Linked DNA regions of Neogale vison: region 1 is linked to region 2. A link is a contact called in public Hi-C data. All regions are on one chromosome and are shown on one strand. Each heading gives the region's core, a stretch centred on a gene start, on an enhancer-like site or on the middle of the called end of the contact. The rest is flanking DNA. Distances are from core to core; before and after follow the strand shown. Region 1 has its middle 180 kb from the start of JMJD1C. Region 2 overlaps JMJD1C (probable JmjC domain-containing histone demethylation protein 2C).

Evidence for each region. A called contact is a pair of places that touch in the nucleus more often than the background predicts.
Region 1: a contact with region 2 is called in a Hi-C map of muscle, with 4 times the contacts expected there. The contact joins two enhancer-like sites. A contact is called at or near these places in 2 of 3 Hi-C or Micro-C datasets (fibroblasts and muscle).

What each region holds. Positions count from the first base shown.
Region 1 is chr2:178,470,647-178,476,010 of ASM_NN_V1, forward strand. No RefSeq gene overlaps it. Among named protein-coding and RNA genes, the nearest start is that of JMJD1C, 180 kb to the left of the region's middle. Within about 2 kb of position 1,710, the one cell type or tissue checked has open chromatin away from gene starts, as enhancers often do. A contact at or near this core is called in fibroblasts, where this site is marked.
Region 2 is chr2:178,014,953-178,020,305 of ASM_NN_V1, forward strand. JMJD1C (probable JmjC domain-containing histone demethylation protein 2C) reads right to left here. Exons shown (of 26, transcript XM_044239615.1): 9 at 4,398-4,570; 10 at 1,760-3,969. Among named protein-coding and RNA genes, the nearest start is that of NRBF2, 87 kb to the left of the region's middle. Within about 2 kb of position 2,214, the one cell type or tissue checked has open chromatin away from gene starts, as enhancers often do. A contact at or near this core is called in fibroblasts, where this site is marked.

The sequences.
Region 1 (5,364 bases), core at 460-2,959, 460 kb after region 2:
CTTGATCTTTTGGAACAGAGTGTCCAGGGGGTCAGTAGGACCAGTTGCTTTGGAGAATAGCCACTGATACAGAAAATGATCTAGTATATACAAGGAATACTATAATTTTTTTTTTAATCAAAATTTCTCCCCTTTCAGCCTTTTCTCAATATGATTGCATTGCCATTAATGCTCTTGGTAAAGCGTAATGCTCAAGACACTGGGAAGCACATCTAGAAACAGCTGTGTATATGGCCATTCATTGATTTGCCTCCACTGGCTCGGGAGTAAGAGGTGGGATTTCTATTTGCACAGCCAGTGGTGTCTGGGTTGTTCTTGTCAGAGTACGCAGAGCACGCAGAGTTAAGGGAAGTAGTTGATTCTTTCCTTTTGTTTAGGCCAACAAGCTTCAGAGAGTTCCCACTCCCCATCTTGACCTCTGTGGATTTTTAGAACAATGGGGTCGTGTCCAGAACCGTAAGAACCCAGCAGGTCACGCGGCTTTTCTGAAGGTCTATTCAGCCACCTCAGAATACACCTAGAGGCACGCTGATGCCAAAGTACATGGGCCATTGGGTGTGAGCCTGACGGGAGCCGAGCCCGGGAGGCCTAATGGGGCCGTTGGCTCGGCGCCAGTCTGCAGGCCCAGTCTGGCCTGCTGGGCAGCTGCACATGGTCCTGGGACCAGAGCCAGCTGGTGGCTCATGGCAGTGGTTTCTGGGTCCTGGCACCATCCCAAGATCGGCCCCAGCTCCTTAGCCCTGACCTGGCAGTGGCTTTGTTCTGGCTCAAAGCTGAAGTTCAGCCCCCCACGGAGCCACAAGGTGAAGGCAGGCCCTTGAATCCTAACCCTTGTTCGCCTCTCAGACTGCCGCGCACTCTGCTCCAGGGGAGACTTAGGGCCAGTGGAGAAGGCTGGTCCTCTGGGTTCATCTTAGCTTCAGAACTGTTGTAGATTTTTCTCACGCTGAGGCTGAGCCCTTCGGTGCTGTCTGCGTGTGGGGCCCCAAGTTGGTGTCAACATCTCTGGGGATGGAACAGAAGCCTGGCAGGAGATGCCCTGACCCTGCCTTGTCCAGGAGCACTCTGAGGCAACTCAAGGACTGGATTTCAAAACTGGCCTTGGAGTCGCCAGAAGCGTCACCCCAGATCCGGGTCTCCTTAACGGGGTATCAGGAATATCACAAAACTCTCAAAATAACATGGATTTTAATCTCTATTAGAACATTTCACACCCATTTTAAATAAAAACATCTTTGTATTTGAAATACAAGTATTTGGGTCTTCTGCCAAGTGTGGCTAAAGCATCTTTAGAACATTTTGCTATCTTTATTGATTGGAAGGGGCGATCTAAGTAAAGCAGAGTGCTTGCTATGCAAATAAAGCTTCCAGACACATCTCCTGTCTTCCTCCCCCAGCAGATTGCCTCCGGAGCCCCTCCCCTGTGGAACTCCGAAAGCTCCTTTAAAAAAAAATATAGTCTTTATTTGCATGCCCTCCCCCCCCATGTTGCAGTGTAGTTCTCCCAGATTGAGAGAAACACAATGAAGGAAAAAAAAATTTGTTTTCAGCGCTTCCCTTTTCACAAACTCTTTTTTTGGAAACCACAACCTCGGATCCCAGCCGAGGTTCCCGGGGGCTTCAGGAACATCAATCAGTTTCGCAGCTGGAGGCCGAGGCTTTCCTCAGGGAAGACTTTTTACATAAAACAGATTGTACTTTGTCCTTGCCAGGGCAGACAAAGGTTTAAATTAAATATGCAGTGAGCTGCCGTTGGCTGCTCGCCACAGCCTGGGGGAGGGGGAAGGGAGAGCTCGTCCCTACTCTCCTTCCTTTCTCTGCAGTTGTTTTTTTTTCTCCTGTTTCTGTTTTTCCAGGGGATTCAGTTCGAAGTTAAAAGACCTGGGCTCTGAGCTGGGCTTTTCTGTGAATTCGCGGTGTGATACGGCACAAGTCACGGGGCCCCCTGGGACCTCAGTTTCCTCTTCTGTACAGTGAGGAGTTTGAGATGATGTGTGAAGTTCTTTTCCATATTTAACCTAGTAAGTTATCTCCAAATCCAGCTGTGTGCATTTCCAACGAGCACCACTAACCTCGGCTCTGAGCGGCATACCCCCACCGTTCCTGGGCTGACTGGGGTGACCTGGCTGAATCCTTTTCCCACACACCCCAGAGGCCAGGCGGGTGACACTTAGCGAGAAGGAGGCCTGCCAAACAAGATAGTGGCAACCGATTCCGTTATCCGTCTTGGGGGGGTTAATAGCAGTGAGGATCGAAGTGAATTGGAGAGAAAGAGCCCTCAAAAATGGGGCGGCCTCTACCCACTGCAGCTGAAGCCACTTGTTACCACTTGGGAATGTGGGCCTCTGCGACAGCAAGACTCTTTTAGTTTCTGTTTTAAGATTATAGGTTTAAGTAATCTCTACACCCAAGGTGGGGCTGGAATTTATAACCCGGAGATCAAGAGTCACTTGCTCTACCAGTTGAGCCAGCCAGGTGCCCCAAGTTTTTTAAATTAAAAAAAAATTTTTTTTAAAGTGTGAAAGTCTGAAACTTTTAAATATTGGCAACTAACTCCAAAAAAGTTTATGAATGTCATAAAATAGACATACAGGTCTATGGACTGAATTCAACTTGAAGACAGTATGCTAGGCTCATGGACCTTATGAATATAAGAATTTGTCTTCTCTATCTCACAGAGCTGTTCAGAGGATCACTATATTTAAAAATATGTGGTAAGCTGCAGCAATGTACAATAGACCCGAAAGGTATTTGAATACAGAAATGCCCACGGAGGGGCACCTGGGTGGCTCAGTTGGTTAAGCATTCAATGGGAGGGTGAGTTTCAGGAAAATAGCTTTACTCACATTCAGGTTCTCAATCAGCTCTTGGGTTGGGAGTTAACGGAACTGTCCTTTTATTGGTTAAAAATAACTTTATTATCTAAGTCAATGCTAAAAAAATTGATTTCATGTTGTTAGTCTTGTAGGGAAAGCAGGTTATAAACGGAATACATTTTTAAACTTCGGAATTCTAGTTTCCATTCTGTAACAATGGTAGCTTTTTATGTTCTCAGCATATGAAATTAAATATCATTTTAATATATAATTAAATATTAAAGATTTATCTAAGGTAATATGCACTATTTGGATACCTATGTATTCTATGGTAGTATGATAATTGCAACAATAAGTCCAGAAAGGACAAGAACAATTTGAGGGTTTTGTTCCCTGCATGCTAAAGGCAATCTTTTTATCTTGAGAGAGAATCAAATGAAAATGGGATATAATCTTTTAAAACATTCATGTTAGTGGTTAGATGACCTCTTTTCCTATTTTACCAGTGTATGAAACACAAATTGTAACTTCAGGAATGTATATGAAATACATTACAATTGTTCAAAGTGTATTCAAGTGATGGGCATATAACAAAGAGGCACAGGTAAATTACTAAGAAGCAAGAGGAAATGGTATCTTTCCTTGGAATGTCATGATTTTACAGACTAAAATAACTAAAGGGTACCTACATGTAAATACATTTCCTCTCCCATGGATATATAACCATTTTCTCTTTTCAGTTGTTTCCTCTTGATCTTACTAACTCAAGACATAAATACTTTATTTCTTCTTTCTTCTAAGTTGGTCTCATTTTCTTTCCCTGTATTTAAGCTTTTTCCTCTTTTTATCTCATGTATAGAGTAAGTCTCTCGGATTTGATCCATTAATTTACAGTTTCTGGCTTATAACTTAAAAATACATGTTACATTGTTAAGTACTCACAGTACATATCAAAGGACACAAGGAGATAGGGTTTCCCCATAAGCAGTGTGATATATGATGTTTACCAAATGAGAAAGCAAGGGCATAATCAGAATAGACACGGCCATGGTCAGGACAGACCCCAGCTGTATAGGACTACTCCAGACTTACTGGTTCTTTTTAACGGTAAGTTGCAACTGTGCAATTATTAGCGCTAGAACAACTATAGCATGGGCAACACTGAGACATTTGGTTACTGTTAGTCTGGATAACTACCCACTAGCTACTATAATGGACCAGCTCTAAATCTCAGGGGCTTTACCCAGCAAATATTTATTTCTTGCCCACACAAAATGAGGTGTCAGTAGAGGTTTTCTTCCACTCAGATTCCAAGCGCCTCCATCTTGTGATGTTCCCATATTAACACATGGCTTCCAAAGTCACTGCACAAGGAATGGGAGAACTGAAGGACACCCCCTGGGTCTGAGGACCTGGACCCAGAAGTGATAGAAGACACTTCTCACCTTTCATGGGCGGGAACTAGATCCATGTCTCCAACCCACCTGCAAGAAAAAGGAGAAAACGTAGGGAAGCAGATCAGTTGCTTTTGAGTTTCCAGCTCAAGGACGGATGGTGATTTCTATCTCACGTCACGTGTTTATTTAACTGATGGTACCTTGAGACGGTAGCCTGATTCTGTGACTTCTTTGCTTCTCTAATTAGTTCTATCACACTCTCTCCAATCTACCTCTGGATCAGATGTCCAAGAGGGACAGTCTTATTGTCTTGTTTATCATCATAATCAGTTTGGGCAGAGCTTTTGTTGAAAGCCATCTGAAACGGACTGGCCAGTCTACACACGGACTGTTCTAGATTACATGCCCACACCTGTCATAGCCATCTGTGAAAGAAGTTTGGGAATAAACTGCTTAGGAATTTGGAGATAAACAGAATAAATGAATTTGGCAGAACTGTTTAGAATACTGAAGATTTAAAACCATATCTAACAAGGTCTTCGTTGTTATTAATTTGTAACTATATCACAATAATTGCAAAATCAGCATCTGTCAAGGTCTTGTAGAGAACTACAGCCTTATTTTTTCAAGCCTATTTAAGTAGTCTGAATTAAGAGTAGCTTATAAATGCCAGCCCACAAACTAAGGTGTACTAAAATGTATCTTTCATTTTTTTGATAGTTGAATTTAATTTCTATTTTATGTTTCCATTCCATGGAGTGCAAGAAACTTAATTTTGTTAATTTTCAGGCCTCTCCTACCTACCCAGGGTTGCATCTAAGATTCAAAGTATTTATGGATTTATGCAGAATGGAGGCATTTGACAGTGTTCAGTATTGTCCTCTCTACATATCCTGCCTGGCTTTTATGAGATACCAACAGTGGCAAAGATCACCACTTATCTACAGATACCCATTTTCTCTTTCTTTAGTAAAAAACCACCTTATTTTAATCTGGGTACATGGCTGCCCAGCTAGTGACTGCATTTCCTGGGTCTCCTAAAGCTAGGTATGGACACGTGTCTAAGGGCTGGCTGATGCATGGGTAGTGACCGGGAACGACGTGTCAACTTCTGGGTCATGTCCTCAAGCAGCATCTGCTAACCCTCAGCT
Region 2 (5,353 bases), core at 964-3,463:
GGTTGTATTTAATCCATGAGATAGGTAATTCACTCAAATTTGGAAGTTAGATTCATAAACTACCAATTTAGAGAACTTTTCTAGATAGCCATAACAAAGGCTAGACAACTCTGGCCATAATTAACAGATGGCAATTAACAGTCACTTATTATTATTTTGGATTTAGGAATAGATGGGGCTTAGAATACTCTCTCTGAGATTAATTTTTAGGTACTAAGGAGGAAGAGATTTGACTAGGCATCACAAGTTGAGGGGAAAGTACTGATTCTAGTCTTTGTCTTTGAACTCTTGGGAACATGTACATTTGGTCTCAAAATGAAATATAACATGTACTTCATTAAGAGTTAATTTTATAAATTTTCATTAAGAGTTAATTTTATAAATTTAATGTCACAAGAGCTTTCTAAGTGTTAGAAGCTGGAAGATTCCTATCTCCATTTTCTGTAAATTTAACTCAAGTATTTGTATACCCAATACCAAACAAAGGAAATGTTACATGAAACAGAAAAGAAAACAATTACTGACCACACTACGTCTCTTAAGAATTCACTGGGGAAGTAGAACACATGAGAAAGAAAAAACAACACTGTACACAATCCAAAAGTCAAATAAATGGCATGTATCCTGTATTCTCCAATGTCAATGTCCCTTTCTTTCTTCTGACTATGTTTGCATTTAGTCTGTCAGTCTCTCTGTCTCTAGTTGAGCTTGTTTTCCTTTGGTTTTTTACTTTCTGACTGTCCTTTTCTATGATTCCATCCTCCTGTTTTTCTCTCCTTCACTTTGCCTCTGGCTTCTACACAGGCATATAAAAAAACCTCATTCAGTGAAAAGGCCCAAATAAGAGGCTTCAAGCATCCAAATGCTTGTGAAAGTACTTTTTGAATGTCCACACTGTCACATATTTCCTATCCTGTATGTGGATGAATACACAGGTATAGTGAACTATTAAGTGCTTTCTGCATTGTGTAATATACCTAAAAAGAAATAAGCAAACTGAGAAAAACCACTTCTAGAGTAAAAACATAGAAACACTTTGTAGTGTATACTACTGACAAGCACAACTTCTTTTGTCCCGCTAAGGCTACAAACAAAATGTAAATATTATCAGTTTTGAAACGTTTACTTATGAAAATTCTTCTTGAATACAGAAATGAGCACACAAAACCACAATCCCTTCCTTTTATTTAGCCCACTGTTAAGAACTTCCTCAGTGAGTAGCAATATTAGTTAAATAGAAGGTAATTTCAATAAACTTTTGATACCAGGTAAGAGAAATAGAGCCACATCCACATTAACTAAAGCAATTTTCTTCTAAAAATGTGACTTAAAGGAAGTACATGTGAATAGGATTTCTTTTATAACTACATCATGGTAAAGGATTCTTAATTATAAGGAATCCTCTTTTGGTGTGATTTCAACAGTTCTTAGAAATGGTCAAAATTCTGAATAACTACTAAATTACACATTGGCTTTTTGTCAATATGAATGCTAGGTAAAACATATATCTACAAGTCTATTAAAAATGAAGAGACAGGTCTTCTCTCATTTCCTTTTACAGATACTTGTAAAATGCAGAAATGAGGTCAATGAGCACATACAATAGACAAGGACATGCAAACAAAGTCAAAAGATGCCTTTTAGCTCACTAATCTTTCGAGAAAGACACCCTTATTTCTTTAGATAACATTATTTCAAGAACATACAGCCCACTTTACCTAAGATTTAAAAAAAAAAAAAAAAAAAAAAAGCAACTTACCACTATTACTGTTGCTCTGCAATTTCAGTTTACTTTTTTCTTTGGCACTCCTGCTGAGCACCCCATTGGGTTTTAAATCTTCTTCTATGTCACCTTTTTTCTTCTGCAAATCATTTTGCTTCTTTTTGTAAGTTGGCTTAGGTTGCCTCTTAGTCCTTTGCTCTGACTTGCTTTCACTTTCATCTGAGTCTCCACTTTCAGAGCCAGATTCGTAAGTTCTTTTGGCTTTTCTCCTACTGACTTTATCATCTTTTACATATTTATCAATTATGATCTTACTATCTACACTATTTTGTATATCATTAGATGTAGAGGCTATTAAATTGACAGAACATGGCTTAATAATTTCTGATACAGAATTCCCTGAATTTTCCATTTTATTAGTATTTTTATCTTCCTCTGAGTGTCTAGTAAGCCAGGCCTTTTTCAGCTTAGTATGGTAGTTAGGTTGACTTGTCTGGGATGCTTGCCCATTTCCTACAGAGTTTGCTTTGTTTATTGTACTACAGACTACAGTGCTATCCAAGAGAGGGGAGGTTGTAGATGTCTGATTTTTCACAGCATTAGGTTCAGTCTCAGTGACATTACTACTTTTATACTGAGCTGCAGCCAATGCTGCCTTGTGCTTTTTTAAATGGATAAAATCAGTTGTGCCTGAGAACCCAGAACTGGGCTGAGCAGCACTTCCTGTCTGACTACTGGCTGGTGTAACTGGAGCTGTGGTGCTGACCCTGCATTCTTGTATTTGAGCCACTGAATGACTGACACTTTTTGAAGAGGTACATTCTAAGGATTTAGAGGCCAAAATGGTATTTGATAAAGAATAAATTATTTCTGAACCACCCCAGCTGGAAACACTAGTGGTAGTGGCAGCAGATGTGAATACATCCGTTTTGGTATTACACATTGTATTTACAGCAGACATGACTGAACTGGGAACACTGCCCTGTGAGACAGCCTGGACATTTTTTTCAGATTTTATGTGAGCACTGTCTGAATTCACACTTGGCAGAATGATTCTTCCAGTCTCTCCAGCTTCTGCTGGTTTGAGGCAATCTGTCTGGTTTGCCCCAGTTGAAGATCTTTCACTAACTCGATCTTTGGAACCTGACTGCATTGCTGGCACACTCTCAAGTTTTGTACGAGATGGTGGACGTACAATGACAGATGCCATAGCAGCCTGTGACTTTCCACTGCTTTTCTCTACATGCCATTCAGCTTTCTCTTTACTGAGGTTATTATTAGATTTCCACATTTCTGACAAACTTTGTTCAGAAGAACTCTTAAAATGTGCCTGAGAGTCTTTCGGCTCTGGAATTAGAGTTGGAGGCTTTTGTGATTCTTGAACTTTCCCACCAGCATTTACAGGCATGACTGGGGTTAAAGTTGGAGGGGAAAGACTACTATAGTTGCTTTCCTTTCTTTCCAGGCTGTGATGGATTGGTGGATGAAATACTGGTGCTCTGTGTAAAGCAGGCATGCTCCGGAGTGCATTTGTAGAAGAAACTGTCAAATGGGTAGGACTCCTACAATCATTTCTGAAAGTGGTTACTGAGTGAGAAGCAATTTGATGGGGAAGATGTTCTGGTATCTTGCCTACTAAACCTTCAGTTTCTGGTTGGTGTTTAATTAAAGGTGGAGGCTTTGAAAGAGATGAAATAAATGAAGTCAGAGTTTGAGGATTAGCTGCTACTGCAACAGAATTACTCTGTTTTTCAGTGTAAATATTTGAAACCTCTTTGGATGGATATGACCTTGGTGGTTCATTGACCACACTATTAGATAATGTAGTGAAATAGTTACTTTGGGGCAAACTCTGAGGCACTGAGTGCTTCATTTTATAAAGATCTGATACTGAACACTCTACATCTTTGTCTTGTTTGAGGATGACATGGCTTTTAGGGCTAGAAGATGACAATGGTACTCTGGAATAATTATCCCTCTCACCCTCAAGCCCCTTGATTTTAGTTGTAAAGGGAGCAACATCAATACTTTCTTGAAGGATTCGACGGTGTTCCTCCTTATACTTGTGTAATCTCTCTCCAGTCTCCTGGGGTTGTCTCTGTAATTGATTCAGTACTGGATCCACAAAATGTCTGTGCAATAAACCATCTTTTCCAGTCTGTGACCTATTTAGATCCAAGTCATTTTTCGCTGATGTGGATGCAACAGAACGTAAAGGTTCAATAAAAGCTTTCCTCTCTAATTCACTGTAAAGAAAATACACATAAAGGTTTCTATAATTTTTTTTGAATGATACGAAGATAGCATCTATGCGATATTATGAAAGTAAAACACAACTTTGCATTTACTTTAATACTCCTGAGTAAATTAGAAAATATATAAAAATGGAAACAACAGTACTCATTCAAAGCTTACTTTTAAGATGTTTATTAATTTAAAATAACCTGTTTAGAACGTGAATTAAGAAAAACTATAAAAGACAAAGTTTTCAGAGCACAAGTGGAGCAGCAGGCAGGAGAGGGAGAAGCAGGCTCCCCACTGAGCAGTAAGCCAGATGCCGGGCTCAATCCCACCTGGGATCATGACCTGAGCCAAAGGCAGACACCTACCCAACTGAGCCACCCAGGCACCCCAAGACAAAGTATTTCTAAGTTTTAGGCATTAGGGAACTTACTCTTTATGGTGATCTATTAAACTTTTTGTCAATGGTGGACTGGAATGTGCTGTAATTTTAAGAGACCGATGAGGCTCTGCACTGGAAGGTCTGACAGGAATGTGACTAAGTAATCCAATACCATCTGCTGAAGTCACAGGGGTGGGTTGATGTAACCAAGGACTGGGAGAATTCTATTTAACAACAATAACAAAATACATCAGACTTCAGTTACTAGAAAAAGCTAAATACAGTATCATCACAAGACTATAATGTATATTTATGAAGCATATGACTTTTTCTAAATGCATCTTATGAAAAATATTCAGACAAATAACTAACATAATTATGTGGATTTTTCCATATGATGGAGAAAATCAATCAGCATCAAACTTGTCATTTGCAAAGATTTGTTATTACTGAATGTAGATCTTGAAATCACTGCCTTTAACTTATAAATGTACAGAAAGCCCAGTTCATCAGATTTCCAGTCATTCTAACACTAAAAGTATACTGCTAATACAAAAACCAGAATGTTAAAGTACAGTAACTAGAAACAGAAATATCAAGTTCATTTGCCAATATTTCTTGTCAAAAATAACAAACTTTTTCAATATAACCATTTACTTTGAATAGAGAGAAGATTTTATTTTCAAAGCCCACTTGTACTACGTTTCACTAAGCTATAAAACACTGCTGGATCATTAAACTTGGGAGGTATGGGGGGCACCTGGGTGGCTCAGTGGGTTAAGCCTCTGCCTTCAGCTCAGGTCATGATCTCAGGGTCCTGGGATCGAGTCCCACATGGGGCTGTCTGCTTGGCAGGGAGCCTGCTTCCCCCTCTCTCTCTGTGCGTCTCTCTGCCTACTTGTGATCTCTCTCTGTCAAATAAATAAAAATCTTAAAAAACAAACAAACAAACAAAAACCTTGGGAGGTATGGAAGTGCAACAAAATTAATTTTTTATATATCAATAA